2 separate regions of the Hordeum vulgare genome follow, and region 1 is linked to region 2. Evidence: chromatin contacts called from public Hi-C data. All regions are on one chromosome and are shown on one strand. The core of a region is the stretch at or near the end of the contact, and the rest is flanking DNA. Distances in the headings are between cores, read along the strand shown.

Region 1 (5,543 bases), core at 2,177-4,676, 430 kb before region 2:
TTCAGATCTCTCTTTACGGATTCTTCCCATGTCAAGTTCGGTCTACCCCGGCCTCTTTTGACATTATAAGCACGCTTTAGCCGTCCGCTATGCACTGGGGCTTCTGGAGTAATGCCATTTTATTCATTTCTTCAATTGCTTGTTTGATATTCCGTTCTCAGTTTCAGGGCATTTGTATAATCGAGTCATATCTTTCCTTAGAATATGCATGAGCTTCACATATCTTTCCATTCAACTTTCCATCAGATCTAGTATGTATAATCAAGTCAATTATAAGTAACCATTTACTACGAAAAAATAGAAGTTAAGTTTTCTTTTGAAGCCATGAACTCATTGCCACTGTTCTACAACAGTTTGCCAGTGTTACTGTTTCACAACAGTTGCCAATGACACACATGATTATTAATTTATGAAGGAAAAGGCTAGTCCATAATAAGCAGGTTATGAGATGAACAGATTTAGAGGCTAGAAAGCTAAAAATTCTATCAGATGAAAGAATACAATTTGCAAATAATTGAGCACCAGAAAGCAATTTGTTGCAATCTCTGCTAGAAATGATGGATAACATCGTCTGGCTGACAAACTTACTGCCCAAATCGAATTACATCTCCAACATGAATCGGTGTGTACATCTTCTTCTTGATCTGTTAATTAAATTACGACATCTGATCAGAACAATATCCTTGCCTTCATATCAGAACGGTAGCTATGCTATTGTGAACCAACAAGCATGGCAAGATCGAAAAGCTAATACAAGGTTCCTTTTGTGGGGGAAAAGGATGTTACAGGAATATAGCCCAAAAGCAAATTAGCTCAGAAAGGGAGCATCCTATTAAGCATGAAAAGAACAATGGATACACAGACAACTCTTTTGTTATTTCTAATATCAGAAAAAGACACATCTTTTCCCCAGTTTCTAGTGTGACTCAGCAAGCCAAAGGTAGATGGATGTACAAAACTATAACAGAATAAGAATGCCATCAACACAAATTGCAGTGCTTTTTAAAACAAAATAGCATGAACAATGACGTATTCTGCGTCATATTGATGCTTTTCTCCTTAAGAAAGTGTGTGTCCAAGAAAAAATGGACAATGAGGTGCATACATGAGAAGAGGACACATAGTTGCACAGTATCAACATTTTCAAACAAACATATTAGAAGTCCTGGATGAATTGGAAATATTCAGTTCTGCTCTGAAGTAAGACAAAAGGGAAGAGACTGTGCCTGAGTTTTGTTGATGGAAGAACCATGTGTGCTTCCAAGATCGTAAAGGAAAACCTGCCCATCGTTTCTAAACTGCAGAACTAAAACAACGCAAAAGGTAATGAGTGTGACGCATAAGACTGACCAAGAAAATAATATATATTATCATTATATATGTAGTGCTGAATTCTTGGATCCTATAATTACCATGTCTGGTTCATGAACAATAAATAATTATCGCATGTCCAGAAAACTTGCACTCAGAGATTATTAAAAATGTAATGAAAGATGATAAAACAAAGTGAACAATTACTCATAAGAGAACACTTTATGTAATGATACATATAATACATGGCATACTTATGCAAGAAAATCAACTGCAGAACTTCAATACAGTTAACCACGTGCATATACTTTGTGATCTCTGCCAAAATAAGATAGACAGTGCACTACACATAGAAGTCCTTAGACAAATTAGTGGAAGAATGCCTCCGGTTCCACTAATGGTCAATGTCTTGATTCAACCCTATTTCACCAGCAGGTTGTCCGTATAATTTTAATAATTGATAAACAGCTTTTCTAAATCAAATACTACCCTCTGAAGAAAAGGATTATTTACAACAAAGTTTCACCGTTCCCTGAATATCATCCCCATATGTTCATGAATATCTTAGCACCATGAATAGAACTTATGCTCACTGACATCCAAAATGTTCAGAATATCAGCGATGAACCATCTACCAGTTTCCACCCAGCTGTCCGAAAAATCGGTAACAAGGTGACTAAGTATATTGCTTCAAAAAAGAAACTACTGTTTGAAACTGCAACCATCCTGACATCTAATTAATGTAATGAATCTGACTGACAGATTGGGTAGGGGGGTTACGGGCGACCTTCCTCAATGTGAAAAAGTATTAGTAATTGCTTCCTTCGAACTGAAAAGGTCTAATAAAAACTAGCTCTGCACTAGTAACTAAATTAAATAGCTAGCTGGAGTTCGAGTTTTGGTTCTATTTATGGCATAGTTGACAAGAGCATCCGATTCGAAAAATACTTGACAAGAGCATGGCAAAAATGAATGTACCTGCGTGAAAACGGGAAATGGTGGGATGCTCCAGCATGAAATCGCATAGATCAATTCGGCCAAACATGTAAGCTCCTTTCTTAGACCTGCGACATGCAATGCCAGTCATCTCACCAACCATATCTAGGAAAACAAGTAGTCCAGGTAATTATGTACCAGACAACGTCACGAACTTTGAATGTGAAGGACTCAAAAGCCACATATAGTACAATGCATCGGATTGAAACATGAAATGTGTAGTTATGCAATTACTCATTTCACGCAACTATAAATCATGAGTGATTTTAGAGATAAAAATAAGTCCTAATCAACTGTTTGCACTAGGAAGCACGCATTGCCCTTCGCCACTCCTATCGTACATGAGCTAGAAACCCCAGAGGCATTCAGAGTAAGCAGCCCCACAGCACGACAGAAACGCAAGGCTGCTGGTGCAGAGACAGCAACTCACACGTCAAGCTTTTCGACGATGAGGCCTTCCTTGAGCACCTCGAGGAAGAAGGGGTGTTCCGGGCCGGCGCTCCAGTCGGGGATGGCGTATGGTGCGCGCGGCCGCGGCTGCTGCCGCTGCTCTGGCGGCGCCGCCTCGGCCATCTCGGTGTCCCCCCCGGGGTCCCCTGCCGACGAGTCGCTGACACTAGGGCTGGGATTAGCGGTCCCGTCGGCCGACGATTCAGGCTCCGACGCTGCCTCCGCCTCCGGCTGCGGCGAGGGCCTTGGTGGCGGTGGAGGCGGCATAGAGAAGGAGGGGCTCGGTTTAGCGCTCCCGTCCGCCTCGGCCATCGAGACGTCAGGCCTCGGCGCGTCCTCCGCCTCCGGCTGCGACGAGGGGGCAGGCGGCAAGGGTTTGGGGGGCGGCGGAGGTGGCATGGAGGAGGAGGGGTTAGGGTTTCGGGGAGGGGGCGGAGGCATGGTAGGGTTCATGGCTGTGACCGGAGGGTGCGGGAGCGGGGGAAGTGGAGACGAGGGGAGGGGAAGGGGACGACGGCGAGGAGGAGGTGGGGATGAACAGCGGAGCGGAGCTGGGTCGGTGATCCGGCCAGACGGACGGGGAAGAAGGGGGGCATCAATCGTCGCCGTTGGCGAGAGATGGTGCTCCGCAGGTGAAACTCTCAGCCACGCGCAATCTTGGCCGTTCGTTTTTCGTTCGGCGGGCAGGATTGGCTAGTGGAAGAATGTCAAAATTTGAAACATCCTAGTGGAAGAATGTCACCAATTTGAAGCATCCCAACGCCGTCGGCCCACCGCTCATTGTCCCCCTCCCTTTCCCTGTTCTCCTTTCCTCTTCCTTGAGTTGGCGGATTGTGCCCGGCTTTTCTGTCGTTAGAGAGGAATGGGAGAGGAGGCGGTGATCCCTGTGTAGATCTCTATTATTAAAGAGGGGATCTGTCATCGTGATGGTTCGACCACCTCTAGCTTCACATCTCTCGTACGGTTAACCATCCCGCGATGGGCCAACTCACGTATGATCCCCTCCTTCGCTAGAAAAAAACCAGCCCCAAATCACCCAGCCCGCTAGAAAGCAAAAAAGAGAGAGGATGGAATAATCGCAGCCCACGAAGGCACAAACACACGTTGCGTCACCCGCTACCCCCCCCCCCCTCGCTCTCGATCCCATCCCTCTCCCGACAAAACTCATCGCCGCCTCTGCTCCTCGCCTTCATCTGACACGAATGGCTGGTCTCCCCCTAGATCCCATCCCTCCTCGTCCACGCGCGCTCGCCTCCGGCCACCCCCGTCGTGAGCCTTCCTCTATCTCCTCTCCATCTCCCTCTCCTATACATCTCCCTCTCATCCCTCCTCCATGCGCCCATCGCCTGCGTGCTTGCTTTCCGCACCAACCGCGACCGTCGCGGGTTGCCATGGGGAAGGAGCATGGCGGCACACACATGAGGTGTAGGAGAGAACATGGACGAGCTCCAACGCAAGGTGAGGAATAAGGGGGTTACGGGTCCGATATGGCGAATGGTAGGTCAGAGCTCGATCACGAGACCATGATAGTGAAGGTGAGGAGGAGGCGAGGGAGTGCAGCAAACGACGACGTGGATGAAAGGAGAGCAGTGGCCGGTGGTGCAGATGAAGGCGAGGGAGTGGAGCAGACGATGGCGTGGATGAAAGGAGAGCAGTGGCGGGGCGGAGATGAAGGCAAGGAGGAGGCGAGGGAGTGGAGCAGACGGCGGCGTGGATGAAACGAGAGCAGTGGCCAGTGGCACAAATGAAGGCGAGGAGAAGTCGGTGTCCCGGATCAAGGGAGAGAGCACCGCCTGCGGCGGGGGCGCGCATATGGGAAAGAGTTTGTGCGATGGTAGAGGGAGGTGAGAGCACTAAGCCAGGAGGTGGCTTGGCTCGGCCCAACCATGGAGTTGGCGTTGGAGACTCCCTGCTGACCTCCTTGGCAAGGCATGTTGTGCCTATAGGTATTTTAATATCCTCCCCACCTCTTGTTCTCACCTTGGTTCATGTACTTAAACGTGAGAATGGTTATTAAAACATCGGGTGTAACGGTTCGGTTCTTACTTTGGGTTTGATTGGTTCAGGTTTTATTGGGCTCTGATTTTTTTAGTTTGGTTTTGGTTTGGGTATGTGGAGAAACCAGTTTCGATATAGTTGGTTATGGGTTTAAACGGTTTGGTTATTAGCGGTTGTAAACTATGGGTCCAAACCGGTTTCTAGGCATTGGTTATATGCAATAATCAACTACTATCGAGAATGAGTATCTTTGATCCGCGTGCATGCTGTAATGCACTATGTAATTATGTATTATGGGGAAACAGTAGATGAAAATCGGAAGTGTTTTCTTGTGCTTTCGCTAAGCAATTTGGTTTTAATACACTTGTTAGTAAGCTTATCAGCCATGAGCATGTTCTTTTTGCCTCTTACTGTGTGTTGACTGTATCTCAAGGATTACTTTGTGTCTAAACTGCTGTAGATGCACTTATGCATTTTCTATCTTATTTATTTCTTAACATGTCAATTTGTGCAATCATATATACATTAAAGCAAATTCATGGTTATGTATTGGGTTTAAACCCATGATTATGTTTTGGGTTTAAATTGGTTTGGGTGGAAAAAATAGTGGTTTTGGTTTTGGTTGGGCTAAAAATGATACTAAATGGGTATGGTTTTGAGAGATAAATGAATGGGTATGGTTCAAGTGTGAAACCATTCTCAGGTTTACATGTACTCTGTGTTATTTCACTAATCTTTGTGTCACAAATGTTCCTGAAATTGGTATTTGCAGTAGTTGGGTGCTTCCA
Region 2 (4,841 bases), core at 291-2,790:
TCCTCTCCCTTGCATGATCTCGACGACGACGGTGTGTGTGTGTGTTCCCCTTCGATCGCGAGCTGAGAGAGTTGCCCAGTGGCAACGACAAGGAGCATCGGTTGGGCCGACACGAACAGGCCCTCGAGCCTATGGAGATCTTCGGTCTGTCGACAAAATAGAGGAGCGCTCATGATTGACAGTTCCTCACCGACGTCGTTCTTGTTCTTAGGCTCGCTTTGTCCTGATAAGAACGAGAGAAGCTAGTGGGCGGTGTGACTGATATTTTTTTAGACAAACTCCGAATTTTTTATTGCACGGTCACAATGTTTACAAGGATGAACAAAAGAGCATTAGGGACCTAACCAAACATGACAGACATCATCTAGCTAGAGATAAAGATTGTTTCACGAGTTTGTCAGCTTCGACATTCGAGCTTCTAAATTCATGATTAATAATACAACTAATAAAGGTAGCCTTTTGGTGTATGATTTCATGTGTGATTGATGCATAAGTAGCTGCATTCTTCTATTGTATGTCTTCGACTACCATCTTGCAGCCCGAAGCGACATGTATCTTCCTCTCATAAAGATAATCGTAGTTTCCGTCGGGTACACATGGGCTTGAGCGGGCCGACGGATCTGGTGTGCGGCGATATGTAAGCACGGTGGTCCTGGGCGTCGGCTGCTTAGGCACCATGGTGGTGTCGTGGCCGGTCACGCAGCGACGGCCTGGATCCGTCTCATCCAGTCTTCGCCAAAGATGGCGGCGGCCCATGCACGAGATGCGTGATGAAGGCTCTTTCAACAGATTTGGGTGAAAACCTGCTCTCGACTAGCTGCCAAAGCCGGCAATGGAGACGTTGTTGTATGTTGTGCCCTTTTTGAAGGCATCGGCGTGGAGAAGTTTCCTGCCATTATTTGCTACCCCGGAGGAAACAATATATCCTTAGATTGAATGAAGGCGGCACTTTTGTGTCGTTTCTCTCATGGAGGCGTCATTCTTGAAGGTGTATATGGGCCCGAGGGACCAGTTGACGACATCTTTGGTGGAGCGGTGCTTCATCTTACACATTGATGGTGACAGATCTCAGCGGCATGGTGATCTGGAGACTCGACGTCCGATGCGCGGAGATGGCTCGTGCAGGAGGAGGATGTTGTGTGACATCGTGGTGATGTTGATGGCAAAGAGGAATGAAAAAGTCGATGCGTCAGTATATCTTTGAAGATGGATCGGTGGAAGACAACGGCGACGACACATGACAGTGCGTAGGACCGGTTTGTGCCCGGATCCAGTATGTGGCTTGGTTGGGGCCTTCAACTTTAGATGTTTGACTTAGATAAAAGGTCTGGGTATTCGGCTTAACATTTCTGCACCTCTTCCTCAAGTGGATAGGACAAGCGATGGATGTTGCCAAGATTTGTTGTACTACTTTGTACTACTTTCGTGAAGTTCTACCTTTCCTGCTGCCGCATCGACGTTGAGCTTCACCACACCATGCCGAGGAGTGATCCGTTAGTTTGGCTTATTCACGGGTGCCTGTCTAGTCATGTTCCTGGGCTTCTGGAGAGAGCTCCTATTGAATGCCCGCGTGCGTTGTATAGTTGAGCTTTCGTTGGAGAGAGCGCAAATGGGCTGGCCCATTCGAAGTTGTCCGAAGTAAAATTTCATCAAAAAATAAATATGGGTGCGTGGACTCGAAGTACAGACCTCACGATACAATTCACAAACGGCGGCCAGTCTACCTGGTAATTATGGCTCTAAAACTCGGCGCCAACTTGACAGTAATAGATACAACGGCATATGCGTCTCAAAAAAAAAAGATACAACGGCATATTCACTTTTGTTTGGAGAAATTTCGACATTTCTAGAAAAATTGTGACAATTTTTTTATAATTTGAATAATGTTTGAAAATGTGAAACAAATTCAAAATTCTAAGAAAACCTTTCAAATATGAATAATTTTTAAAATGTGAACAAAAATAGAAATGCGAACAATTTTTAATATACACTGATTGCTTTAAAAATGCAGTGAACCTTTTTGTAATCTAAGATAAATAAATATTTAAATACACATTGAACAATTTTGGTGATATATGTTGAACAATTTGTAAATACACGTTGAACATTTTGTGATCTATACTGAACGGTTTTTTTTAATTTCACATTGTACATTTTAAAAAAATCAAAAAAAAATCTAGATTTTTACATTTAGCATTTTTGGAATTTTTTGAACATTTTTTAATGTAGGGTGAAAATTTCCTTAACATTTTTTATACAAACAAGAAATGAACTTTGTATCATACACACGAGAAAAGATAGAAAAATAAAAGGGAAAGGAAAAATAAAAAAGAAATGGAAACAGGAACAAGTGAAAAAGAAGAAGAAGAAGAAGCTGAGCAGCCGTGGGCCTGTCCAAATTGAGGCCTTGCCGAGCTTCAGCGAAGGCTTGTTTTTTCGGAGTCTAATTAGCGAGCACGTTGTTGAAAATCTTTTAGCGAGCAGTTCCACGCACCGTTATTTGGTCGCATTTTTAGCCACCACTACGTGTCGAGTTTCGAGCGCTTCTTTTGGAATTTATTTTATTTTTTCACACGTGTTTTTGGCTTTTTACATTTGGTTTTTTCTGATTTTTTTGATGTTCTGGTTTTTCATCAGTCTTTCTTACCATTTTGACGAAAATAGAAAAATGCCAAAAATATATATATTTCATGAAAAGACGCGTTTTGTATTTTTATCCGTAAGATGCATGGTTTTGATTTCACGAGAGACACGATTTTGTCTTCGCGAAAGGCACTGCCGTGCCTTTTGGAAATGAAAAAAAACGTGTTTTCTGTTTTTTTGAGAGTCACATTTTGCTTCTTGGAGAGGCACGGTTTTGTTCTCACGAGAGACACGGTTTTGCGTTCGCGAGCCGTGCCTTTCGGAAAGGAAAAAAACGTGTTTTCTGTTTTTTTTCTGTGAGAAGCATGATTTTGTTTTCGTGAGAGGCATGATTTTGCGTTTGTGAGAGGCACGCCGTGCCTCTCGGAAAGGAGTTCTTTTTCGTGAGAGGTACGATTTTTCCTTTGTGAGAGGCACGCCCGTGCCTTTTGGAAAGGAGTTTTTTTTGTGAGAGGCACGATTTTGCTTTCGTGAGAGACACGATTTTGTCTTAGTAAGAGGCACGGTCGTGCCTCTATGAAAGAAAAAACGTGGAACAACTTGTTTTCTGTTGTGTTTTTTTCTATAGGGAGAGGGACAGTTTTTTGGTTTGGTTTTTTCATGGAAAAAAGGGTTCGTCAAAATCTAACAACATGAGATCTAGTTTTAAAGATCTCGACGCAAAAATCCAACGATAAACATGGTTCGAGATTTGGACGCGCGGTTTAGAAAATAAAACGTTTTAAAAATACGAATCTATGAAAAAAGGGAAAACTCTCAGATTGTGACAAATGACACGCATGCAGTACGTCACTTGTCGCAACCTGAGGAGGTGAGAGTATCTTTGAAAGGAGTAGTCTTTAATTAGTGATTTTGTTGTTCTTTTGATGCTTTCGGCAGTTAACAGGATTTATCGTTTCTGAATGGCTTTCAACTCGCTCAAATAACTTTGCACAAAACCCTCCATCATGAAGGAAGCAACAATTTGAGAAATGCTCCTTCATGAACCTTTCAAGGTTTACTCTCACGCGTTGTTACTTGACGCGTTCTCAACTTAGTCATATGTTGCGTTTTGGATGGTCGTTTCAGTCTTTTTTTACACGTGTATTCGGCTTTTTAGATGGTTTGTTTTTAGGGTTTTTTGGGTTTTCGGTTTTCCACCAGTCTACCTTAGCTTTTGGACAATTAAAAAAACTGCATGAAAAAACATGTTTTTTCCTTTTTCGAGAGACACGGTTTTACTTCCATTGAGAGTCACTCTCGTGCCTCTGGGAAACAAATAAAAATGGATTTTTTTTTCTTTCTTGAAAGGCATGAATTTTATTTTGTGATAGGACTCTCGAAAACCCAAAAAAATATTTTTCCCTTCCTTGAGATGCACGATTTTGGTTCGGCGAGAGTCATGGATTTGCTTCCGCAAAATCCACGGCCGTGTCTCTCAAAAAAAAATCCTTTTTGCGTGAGGCACGGTCGTGCCTTGTGCCTCTCGTAAACAGAAAAAACGTGTTTTTTTCTGAGAGGCGCGATTTTTGTGTTTGATTTTTTAGTGAAAAAATCATCAAAATCGATCAATACAGTATCTAGTTTTGAGTATCTCGACGCAAGGAATCCAAAGATAAAAAGGGTTCAAATTTTGAATGTAGGGTTTAAGAAATAAAAATAATGAATAAACGAATCTATTAGAAAAGAAAAAAGTTCCTAAGTTACGATAAATAACACACATACGATGAGTCGTTTATTACAACCTCAGGAGGTGGAAGTAACATTTGAAAAGAATAATTTTGAATGACATGAGCCCAATGAAAGGAAAGATGTGAGCCCATGCTTATAGAAGTCTTTCCACATGCATAGCTCACCAAAGTGTCTTTGAACCGCCAAGCCCATGGGGAGAACTCGGAGAACATGGCTAGTCATTCTTGCACAAGGAGTTATCCGGAGGATTGGAGATGGGGCAAGAAGGGGCATTTGGATCCACAACTGGATTCCGCGAGACAATTTCAAAAGACCGATCACCTCTCTCGTGCCTAACCCATCGGTTTTCGTTGCTCAACTAGTAGACACTACAAATGCTTCCTAGAACGAAAACCTGGTTAGACAAGTGTTCACACATTTTGATGCACAGGAGATTCTCAAGATTCCATTGTGGACTCGATTCGTATCAGATTTCTGGGCTTGGCATGCTGATAGCAAGGGAAATTTCTCTGTTCGATCGTCATACC

What was found. Hi-C and Micro-C count contacts between places; a contact is called where the count stands out from the background.
Region 1: a contact with region 2 is called in a Hi-C map of leaf, with 1.8 times the contacts expected there. The contact joins the promoter of LOC123407563 here to the enhancer-like site in region 2. A contact is called at or near these places in 2 of 6 Hi-C or Micro-C datasets (leaf and seedling).

The regions. Positions count from the first base shown.
Region 1 is chr7H:123,007,385-123,012,927 of MorexV3_pseudomolecules_assembly, reverse strand. It overlaps LOC123407563 (kanadaptin), which reads right to left and starts at 3,426. Exons shown (of 12, transcript XM_045100725.1): 1 at 2,738-3,426; 2 at 2,290-2,375; 3 at 1,227-1,306; 4 at 589-644. The coding sequence starts at 3,210.
Region 2 is chr7H:122,571,445-122,576,285 of MorexV3_pseudomolecules_assembly, reverse strand. No RefSeq gene overlaps it. Among protein-coding and RNA genes, the nearest start is that of LOC123412278, 34 kb to the right of the region's middle. Within about 2 kb of position 1,540, at least 2 of the 3 cell types and tissues checked have open chromatin away from gene starts, as enhancers often do. A contact at or near this core is called in leaf, where this site is marked.